Regions from separate parts of the Mus musculus genome. Here region 1 is linked to region 2. A link is a contact called in public Micro-C data. All regions are on one chromosome and are shown on one strand. The core of a region is the stretch at or near the end of the contact, and the rest is flanking DNA. Distances in the headings are between cores, read along the strand shown. Region 1 overlaps Acox2 (acyl-Coenzyme A oxidase 2, branched chain). Region 2 has its middle 8.5 kb from the start of Flnb.

Evidence for each region. Hi-C and Micro-C count contacts between places; a contact is called where the count stands out from the background.
Region 1: a contact with region 2 is called in a Micro-C map of the G1E-ER4 cell line. The contact joins two enhancer-like sites. A contact is called at or near these places in 3 of 39 promoter capture datasets (the HPC-7 cell line, maxillary cranial neural crest and pre-B cells), 2 of 484 Hi-C or Micro-C datasets (the G1E-ER4 cell line and natural killer cells) and 1 of 115 datasets of contacts at active chromatin or transcription factors (pro-B cells).

What each region holds. Positions count from the first base shown.
Region 1 is chr14:8,228,868-8,233,572 of GRCm38.p6, reverse strand. It overlaps Acox2 (acyl-Coenzyme A oxidase 2, branched chain), which reads left to right. Exons shown (of 15, transcript NM_053115.2): 14 at 3,282-3,414. Among named protein-coding and RNA genes, the nearest start is that of Kctd6, 17 kb to the right of the region's middle. Within about 2 kb of position 1,257, at least 26 of the 459 cell types and tissues checked have an H3K27ac peak or open chromatin away from gene starts, as enhancers often do. A contact at or near this core is called in the G1E-ER4 cell line, where this site is marked.
Region 2 is chr14:7,807,053-7,811,825 of GRCm38.p6, reverse strand. No RefSeq gene overlaps it. Among named protein-coding and RNA genes, the nearest start is that of Flnb, 8.5 kb to the left of the region's middle. Within about 2 kb of position 2,990, at least 117 of the 459 cell types and tissues checked have an H3K27ac peak or open chromatin away from gene starts, as enhancers often do. A contact at or near this core is called in the G1E-ER4 cell line, where this site is marked.

The sequences.
Region 1 (4,705 bases), core at 8-2,507, 420 kb before region 2:
GCAGGGTTTGCTGACACTTAGATAGGGCACAGGATAGAGAGAGGAAGTCAGGCCACTTATCACAAAGGGGAAGGCTACAGGAGGGCCAGGTTTAGACAGATAGACAGATCTCAGTGGTATGTGACTCATGCTTAAAAGCTGTGAGAGAGATGATGTCAACAAGGAGTGAGCGAATGAGAAGTGTCAGGACCCACCAAAGACATCAGGGGACTAACAACAGTTATTCCAGTGAGGGGCTGGAGGTTAAAGCTGACACTAGATCAGCCCTTGTCAGAATGAGCAGGACTGGCAGAAGCAAACAAAATACTCCTGAATTCAGGTCAAAGAGGAGCCATGACTGGGGGGTGATAAGGGAAGGAGGGAGCAAAAGCATGTTTGTTTTCAAATTTCATTTATTTCATTTATATTATCTTTTTTTTTTTAAATTTCAGAATCCCTTTTCTACTTTCTGGATGTTACTGGCATTTTTTTAAAAAATCTTATTTCATATCTGCAGTGTCTTGACCTTCTTAGCTCTTTGAAGATTTTGAAGATTTAAAAAAAATGTTTCTTTTCTGTTTTTAAGTTTTCTTTTCCCTGCAGCTTCATTTGTATCCTTCAAGGTGTCTTGTTCTTGATTTTTCGAGCTCTCCATCTTTCAGATTTAGGGCTTTCCTAAGTGTCTGATTTTAGGTGAGAGTTGGGTGTTAATTAGCCACACCCGGCTTAAATTTCAGTTTTTAATTTTACAAGTATGCCTCCATATATGCAAGTGCACCACATGGGTGCACTGTCTGAGGAGTTACAGTTGGGAGCCACATCTGAGTGCCATCAGCTAAACCAAGAGCTGCAAGTGCTGTTAACCACTGAGCCCTGTCTGCAGCCACCCCAGAGCTTGTCTTAAGGGAGATCACAGCAAGTGTCTACAGAGATGGAGTGGCCCTGAGGAGTTTGTGACACTACACAGGAAGGGAAAGTATTGTCTGGAGTATTGTTCTCCAGTAGGCAAGGGCTCAAAGCATCTAGCAGACCAAGGAATGGGTAGACTCGAAGGAGGAGAGCAGAGATGACTGGTACTAACAGGGGCTCGGTGTTATGCTCAGAGGTGGGAACCTGTGGAAAGCCCTTACGACTTCCACTTGATCAGATGCAAAGTCACTCTGGTAAGGAAGGAAGAGGTGGATGCTGCAGACTTGAAGACGGAAGAGACTGTGAAACAACCACAAGGCAAATGAATCAGTGAGCCAGAGCAGTGGAGCATGACTATGGCATGGCTGCGGCATAACTGTGGCATGGCTGTGGCATGACTGTGGCATGGCTGTGGCATGGCTGTGGCATGGCTGTGGCATGACTGTGGCATGGCTGTGGCATGACTGTGGCATGACTGTGGCATGGCTGTGGCCCAGCTTATCTAAGCTCTGAGGACAACAGTGTAGCTGGTCTTTCCAGACACAAATGATCACACAGGTGGTGGCAGAAAACCAGTGAAAACAAGGAATGGACTGGCCTAAACCAGCATGATAAGGAAGAAAAACTGCTGAATATATTTTTAGGGGGAAAAATACAACGGCCCATGGACTTCCCACTGATTACAGAGAGAAATGAGACCACGAGGGTTATAAGGGATATTAAACAAGAAGTACAGTTCATTAGCTCTTGCCACAACAGGAGGCTCATTAGTTATTGTCAAAACAGGATTAAAAGCCAGCAGATGGCTTGATGGACAAAGGTATTTGAAGCCCATACTGACATGAGTTCAATCCCTTGGCTGATGATGTGAGTTTGATGCCTAAGATCCACGTGTGTGGAAGGACTGCTGACTCTCCACATGTAGTGTACAGTTCAAAGCCAGCCAAAGCTACATAATGAGTTCTAGACCAGCCAGAACTGCAGTGAGACCCTGTCTTAAAAGACAAAAACAATGTGAAAGTTCAGACCAACCAGACCTTAAGCAAGACCTTATCTCAAAACAAAATAAAAAAATAAAACCCACAAATATAATTCGGTATATTATCTTAGCCACTTCGAATGTTTTGATGTCATACAGTCATCGTAATGTCAATACTGAATTTTAATTAATCTTGTCAAAAATCACAACTATATTAGGAGACAGGAAGGCTAAGGGGAGAGAGCATCTGGTTGAGGAGATAGTTGTGAAGCCAAGTGTGTGGAGGGGACCTGCAATCCCAGCCAAGTGTGTGGAGGGGACCTGCAATCCCAGCCGTTAGGCGCTGGGGCTCGGGGTGGGGGGGTGGGGGGGTAGGGCGTGGAGAGGAGTATGGCCAGCCTGGGCTGCACAGAGTTCTAGGACAGCCTGGACTGCATGATAAGATTCTATCCCCTTACTCCCCAAAAGGAAACCTTTGCTTTTATAATAATCAACAGATAACAGCTAAAACTGAAGCATCAAGAAGTTGTTAGCAATTTATATAGATAGGTAGGTAGGTAGGTAGGTAGGTAGGTAGGTAGGTAGATAGATAGATAGATAGATAGATAGATAGATAGATAGATAGATAGACAGACAGACAAATGGATACATACATACATACATACATACATACATAATACATACATACATACATACATACATACATACATGGAGATATCTGTGTAAGTATCAGCTAAAAGACTAGCAACATCTCTGGGGAGAAGAAAACTGGAATAGAGTTGCTGGGTGTACCAGCTGCTTTCTGCTGCAATAAAGCACTGACCAAATCCAGTTTGGGGAGGGAAGGGTTTATTTGGCTCTCAGTTACAGTCCATCATTGAGGGAAGCTGAGGCAGGAGTGCAAGGCGGAATCTGGAGGCAGAGACTGAAAAGAGACCATAGAGGAGTGCTTCTTACTGGCTTGCTCCCATGGACTGCTCAATTGCCCATTCTGTACCTGACCAGAGATGGTACCTTCCACAGTGGGCTGGACTCTTCTTCATGTCTACCTGCCAATCTGAGGGAGGCATGTCCTCAACTGGGGTTCCCTCTTCCCAAGTGACTCAAATTTGTGTCAAGTTGATAAAAACTAATCAGCACACAGGGAGGTAGGATATCTTCATTTATTTTTTTCCCAGTGTTAGGGATGGGACCCTAGACTTTATGCTCACTGGGCAAGTCCTGGTTTTTAGATAACAAGCCTTAAAGAACTCTTTGATTCTTTATCAGATACATACCTAATTAAAAGTAAAACCCAAATAAAAAGGTGAATTGTTTAAATAGTCGATAATGACTCAACACCTAATTACTTCCTATGGGTTGACGAGATTCCTAAGAGCAAGGTGAAATGCTCACAATTTGTTTCCTCTCTCAGGAAGGACGCCATCTTGTTAACAGATGCTTTTGACTTCTCGGACCATTGTTTAAACTCTGCACTTGGCTGTTATGACGGACACGTCTACCAACGCCTGTTTGAGTGGGCTCAGAAGTCCCCAGCCAATACTCAGGTAGTGGAGTGAAATCCATTATAAATTATGTAAGACAGCCAAGAACAAGCGTAAACACATCTCAATGTTTCCCATTGTAATCGAGTCTGCTTAGCTGAAAAATCACTTGGCATAGCACATTTGTTTCAAATACTTCCGGAGAATACATAAAAGAAACCAGAGGTGTGGCCTGGCAGGAACTGAAATCAGCAAAATGCACAGCTCAAAACATAGAAAGGGCATTAGGAGAAAGGCTCATTTCTAAATCGTGGCTTGACATACCCAAAGGCATATACACACAGCAGCAAGCTGGCTTTCACATTAACAAAACTAAGATAAGTCACAGCAGTGCCCAAACCATCCTACTGCCAGCCTTTTAGCTCTGTTTTATGTAGATAAGTGCACATGTAGAGGTGATGGAGAAATGTGAGGTACTGCCGTCAGTGGGCAGGAAAAGCACAGCCATCATAAGGGGATAGTAATGAGACTGTCCTCGGAGGGAATACAAGAATGCCAGCTATGCCAGCCTCACTGGGCAAATCTAAGACCAGCGGTCGGTACTGCACTTCGAATTCAGGAAGCCCATAGTGAGTAGCAGCTTTACACAGATAATCCCAATGAGGAGTCTAGCTATCTATAGGCACACACACACACACAAGCTGTTTCACAGCACTGAGTGTATTAGAATCTATAAAACAGCGTTGTTCACATGGTGAAACTTTCTCTTTAGTCCAACTTCAGAAAGCTGTCGGAGAGCTCAGTGACAATACTTGGGCATTCACTAACACTTCGCCAGGTGTTGTTAGACAGCTTGTATTGTCACACATCAGAGCTTAGCTTAACTTTATTGTCTAAAGTCATAACTTTAGACAATGGCCTCCAGAATATAAGGCCAGTCCACCTCAGTCAAGCACCATCTACAAGCAGACATTGTTTTAGCTCAAAGAAACAGAAACCACTTCCTTACCCACTTACTACTCCTTACAGTTAAGCCACTTCTAGTGCATGACTATAGACCTCTGCCTTTGCTAATGTTTAAATCCTGGCACAAAAGCAAAGCAGTTCTTCCCAAACCAGCCTACATCCCATGGTCTCAAGAGAGACTTGTGTCCTTTGGGACTCCATAGAACCATTGCCCCTCACTGTCCACCTGTCTGCAAATGCAGAGACACATAGCCCAGACCTGTTTAGTTGGCAGCACAGGAAAACACTCCTCTCCTCTAGATGCTTCCTGGTCACTAAAGACTCAAGTGGGCTACCTTGTTTTTCTTCATTCTTAAAGTCTTTAGTCTGGAAACCATAGCAGGTTTGT
Region 2 (4,773 bases), core at 1,741-4,240:
AGGTCCAAAGCTGGTGACAGAGGAAGGGCGTCTATGCTTAGCAACCACACCTCCAGCCTGCTAATGTCTGACTAGCTAGTTAACAACACTGGTGGCCTTACTTTCTTCTCCACCATTCATGTCTTGTGTAACCCTCACCTCGAAATCTGTTTCTGGGACAGCCTGAACTACATCAAACAGGGGTAATCTTGTCTCTGGTGACATTGTAACCATGGAAGAGAGGAGATAGTCCTCCCAATTACTGGCCCAGAATGCTGCCAAACACACACAGCATGAAACAGTTCCCTCACGACAAGAGCGATCTTGTGGCAAGAATACTAAGGTTAAAAATTGGAGTGCTGGGGCTGGAGAGATGGCTCAGTGGTTAAGAGCATTGACTGCTCTTCCACAGGTCCCGAGTTCAAATCCCAGCAACCACATGATGGCTCACAACCATCCATAATGAGATCTGATGCCCTCTTCTGGGGTGTCTGAAGACAGCTACAGTGTACTTACATATAATAATAAATAAATAAATCTTTAAAAAAAAAATCGGAGTGCTGGTTATAAACCATGTAGGTGGAATGTCCCGGCAAAGCCTGGCTATGGAGAAGCACTACAAGCATGGGGTAGGTCCCAAGCGAGGAGGACAGCTTCTACCTTTGCCTCTTCTACCTTCTACTTAGTACAAGTAGTTTGGCGGCTAACTCTACCTCACAATGAGATCCAGAACAAGGACTAGCATGAAGACTGGCTTGGCCAATTAGAAAAACCCCTTCTTAAAAAGGCCATAATTTGAGGAGTTGGGGTGGGGTGGTGTCAGAGGAGGAGTTGGAGGTGGGGTCACCAGGAGGAGTTAGGGGGTGGGTAGCAGGGCAGTGATGTAACTCAAAACTCATATATGAAATTCTAAACAACAACAAAGCAAAAACAATAAACAAACAACCCAAATGCGCTGGCTAGTTTTATGTCTACTTGACACAAACTATAGTCATCTGAAAAGAGGGACCCTCAATGGAAAACATTCCTGTGTAAGATCCACCTGTGTAGTACATCTTCTTAGTTAGTGATTGATGAGGAAGGGTCCAGCCCATTGTGGTTGGTGCCAGGCCTGGGCTGCAGGTCCTGGGTTTGGGGGTTGTTGTTTTGAGACAGTCTCTCTACCTAGCTCTGACTGTCCTGGAACTTACTATGCAGACCAGACTAGCCTTAAACTCAGAGATCTACCTGCCTTTGCCTCCAGAGTGCTGGGACTTAAGAGATGTACAACAGCACCCTGCTAAGTCCTGGATTCTATAAGAAAGCAGGCTGAGGCATAAGGAGCACGCCAGTGAGGAGCCTCTCTATCAGTTCTTGCCTTTAGGTTCCTGTCCTGTTTTGAGTTCCTGGCCTGAGGTGCTGTGGGCAGTTAATGACTAGTGAGATAGAGAAAATTAATCTCCCCCATAGATGAGGCCCCTAATTGGCTATGCAATACCAAGTGATCTCCTTTAAAAAATATATATATATATACATACACATATACACACATATATGTATATATACCTATATATATGCGCAACACCGAGCAAGTTGTATTCATATGTTTGCTCATATGTACATATGTGTATATATTCACACATATATTCAGATCTATATACATACATATATATATATATATATATATATATATATATATATATAACTTTGATAATTAAGAAGAGAATAGGAATTTGAGGGGGAACGACATGGGGGAGGGAAGGGAGGGGTGATGTAAATACAGTTACACATATATGAAATTAGAAATTTATATTTAATTTTTATTTTAAAGATGAAGAAAAGAAAACCCCTTCTGCAATCCATGGTGGTTGGTTTGGGTTGGAATGTGATTCAAGCCAATCAGAATTTGTGTGTGCGTATGTGTGTTTTTTCAGAGAATTCTCAGCCAGACACTCTTTACACTAGGACCTGGGGCATCCAGCGGACAGCTTGGCTGCCATATAGGGAACAGGGCAGAGTCCTGACAACAGTACTCAGAGGGATGAGTAAGGACCTTCCCTTTTTTGGAATTGTTTCTCAGTCTTGACTAATAGGGCCTGGTCTCTCCCACAGGACTAGGAATTTCCTGGTCTTTTATCTCATCTTTAAGCACCACACCCTCTTCCCCTTCAGATCCTGGGTAGGAGCTGACAGACAGATTGTAACTGCCCAGCTATGACCTCATGTTGCTCACGGATACCTGGCAGGCAGAGGACACGTTGGTCCCCTCACTCGTCTCTCAATTGCAGAACTGCAGCTGGGAGGGAGCCATCCCAAGTTGGAGGAATGCTTGGGGTGGGACAGTTGCTTTTCTCTGGAAGGCTCTAGAGCAATTTACAGAATTCCAGAATTCCAGCCCACCCTGCCCGGAGGTCAGTCCGGTTTAGATATTCAAGGGAGCGGCCTGTGCATTTTAATTTGGATCAAAGTCTTGAATCTACAGGGTGAATCTGAGCCATTTGCTTTCTCAAAGCCTCAGTTTCTTCTAGAAACTATTGTCTCTATTGTCTAGTTATCTCTAGATCCCCAAGGGAGATTGTCACCCAAGTCATTAAATGAAACTGCAGGGATGAAGAACTTGGCAAGCAGCCAACATTTAGGAAATAGTAAGACTAGTCTGAAAATGTGTTGTTTTTAATTTTAAAAATTACATCATGTGCGCGAGTGTGTGTGTGTGTGTGTGTGTGTGTGTGTGTGTGTGTGTGTGTGGAGTGTGTGCGTACAACTCTCTAGAGTCAGTTCTCTTCTTCTACCCTGTGGGTCCCGGGGTCTAACTCACATCACCAGTCTTGGCACCAAGCGCTTCTACCTACTGAGCTCTTACAGGCCCCTGAAAATATTTTTCTGTTAGAGACGTAAAGAGCAACTCTTCAGGCTTTCCCTCCCATCTAAACTAGGAGGCAGAATTGCGTGATCCGCCATCAGGCCGTGGGTGTGGAGGCTGGACACACTCCCAGGGGTGCTGGATGATCACAACTCGCCACCACCCCGCATGCCCCAGCCCTTCATTCCTGTGAGTCAGCCCCATTCCTTAAACTAAAGTAAACCGAAGCCCACAGTTCACTTCCTGGCAAAGAAAGGTCTAGAATCTCCAGATCAGGACCTAGTTGTTGCCCAGGTCTGATAAGAAGAGCAGTAGGGTCGGTCTGAGTCAGCTGGGAGTAGCCTTTCTAGGATTTGTCCCTGCCCGGGGACTGCTCTGAGCACAAGCAGGAGCCCAGATCTAACCCTTCTGCAGCTGTTCTGGGTCAAATGCCCTGATTCTTACCACTCAGCCTTTCAGCGCCACCTAAGGAAGAAATCAGCTCAAACGCCTTGGGAGTTACAGCAGCCCAGAGTCAGGTCTCACTACACTACTGTCACTAAAAATGGCTTAGGTGTTCTTTAACAAAGCAGACCTAGTTGCCAAGTTCCCAGTTACAGGGTGTGGCTGGCATACCCCACCCCCTTCCCTAAATTTCTTCAGCTGGGCTGCCCTTCCCTATATATTCCAGATATTTTGATTACCTAGCTCTTTCTGGTCTATCCTTTACTCTCTTGTCTGGCTCTCCCCTCTTCCCCTCTCCCCTCCCTCTTCCCCTCCCTCTTCCCCTCTTCCCTCCACCTCTCCCCTCACCCCCTCTCTCCTCCACCTCTCACCCTCTCCCCTCCACCTCTCCTCCTTTCACCTCTTCCCCCCTCTCTCCTCACCCTTCTCCTCACATGGCTCAGGGTCATGTTCACTCTGGACTCTCCCAGATGTTCCTGCCTCTGGCTGTGCTCTCCCTTTTATCTACAGTGCACTCTCCCCTCCACCATACCTAGGCACAGTCATGTCTCTCTCTCTCTCTCTCTTTTTTTTCCCATTGAGCCCGGAAGTGAAGTGGCCTCTCCCTGGACTTTATCAGCCAAGCTGCCCTGGGAGTGGAGCAGAGGTGAGGTCTGTGAGGAAACAGGGCCCAGGGGTAAAGGGTGAAAGGTGGCTGGTGCCTTGCTTCCTACTGGAGCGCTGTCTTGAAGAAGGTTGGCCTGCACCCTCCTCTAGGTCCACCAGACGCCCAACGTGTCTTTAACCTGACCCAAAACTCCTGTCTACACTCACCCAGCACCTGGAGCCATCTTCTCTCCTCCCTCCTTCTCCCCCTTTTAAGGCACATCTTATTATGTAGACTAGGTGGCTTCAAATTCAGACCTTTCTGCCCCTGCTTCCTGAGTGCTGGGATTACAAGCGAGTCCCTGGGACTGGAAGACTTGGTGGGTACCTTACCCAATGAGCCATTTTGCTGCTCTTATTTTTTATTTTCCTCTTGTCTTTCTTCCCTCCCTCCCTTCCTCCCTTTCTTCCTTTTGCTACAGTGTTTCCTGTTCCCTGAACTGCCTTGAACTCTGGGGGTATGTAGGTGAGGATGACTTAAATTCCTCTTCCTCTCGCCTTTACCTCTCTTGTGGTAGGATCACAGGCATGTTCGTTCAATAATGCCCAACTTTTTGATTTCTGGGAATTGACTTCAGACCCCCGTGCATTCCTGGCAAGACTCTACCAACTGAGCTCCACCTCCGCATCTCCATGCTTACTTTTAAAAAGGGAAGGAAGGAAGCAAGCAGGCACCAAAGGCATCTTCTTAGCCCACCTCTGTGCAGGCTTGCTATGGCTCTCCATTGCCAGTGTGTGTGTGCGTGTGTGTGTGTGCGTGTGTGTGTGTGTGTGTGTGTGTGCGTGTGTGTGTGCGCGCGTGTGTGTGCGTGCGTGTGCGTGTGTGTGTGCGCGTGTGTGTGCGCGTGCGTGTGCGCGTGTGT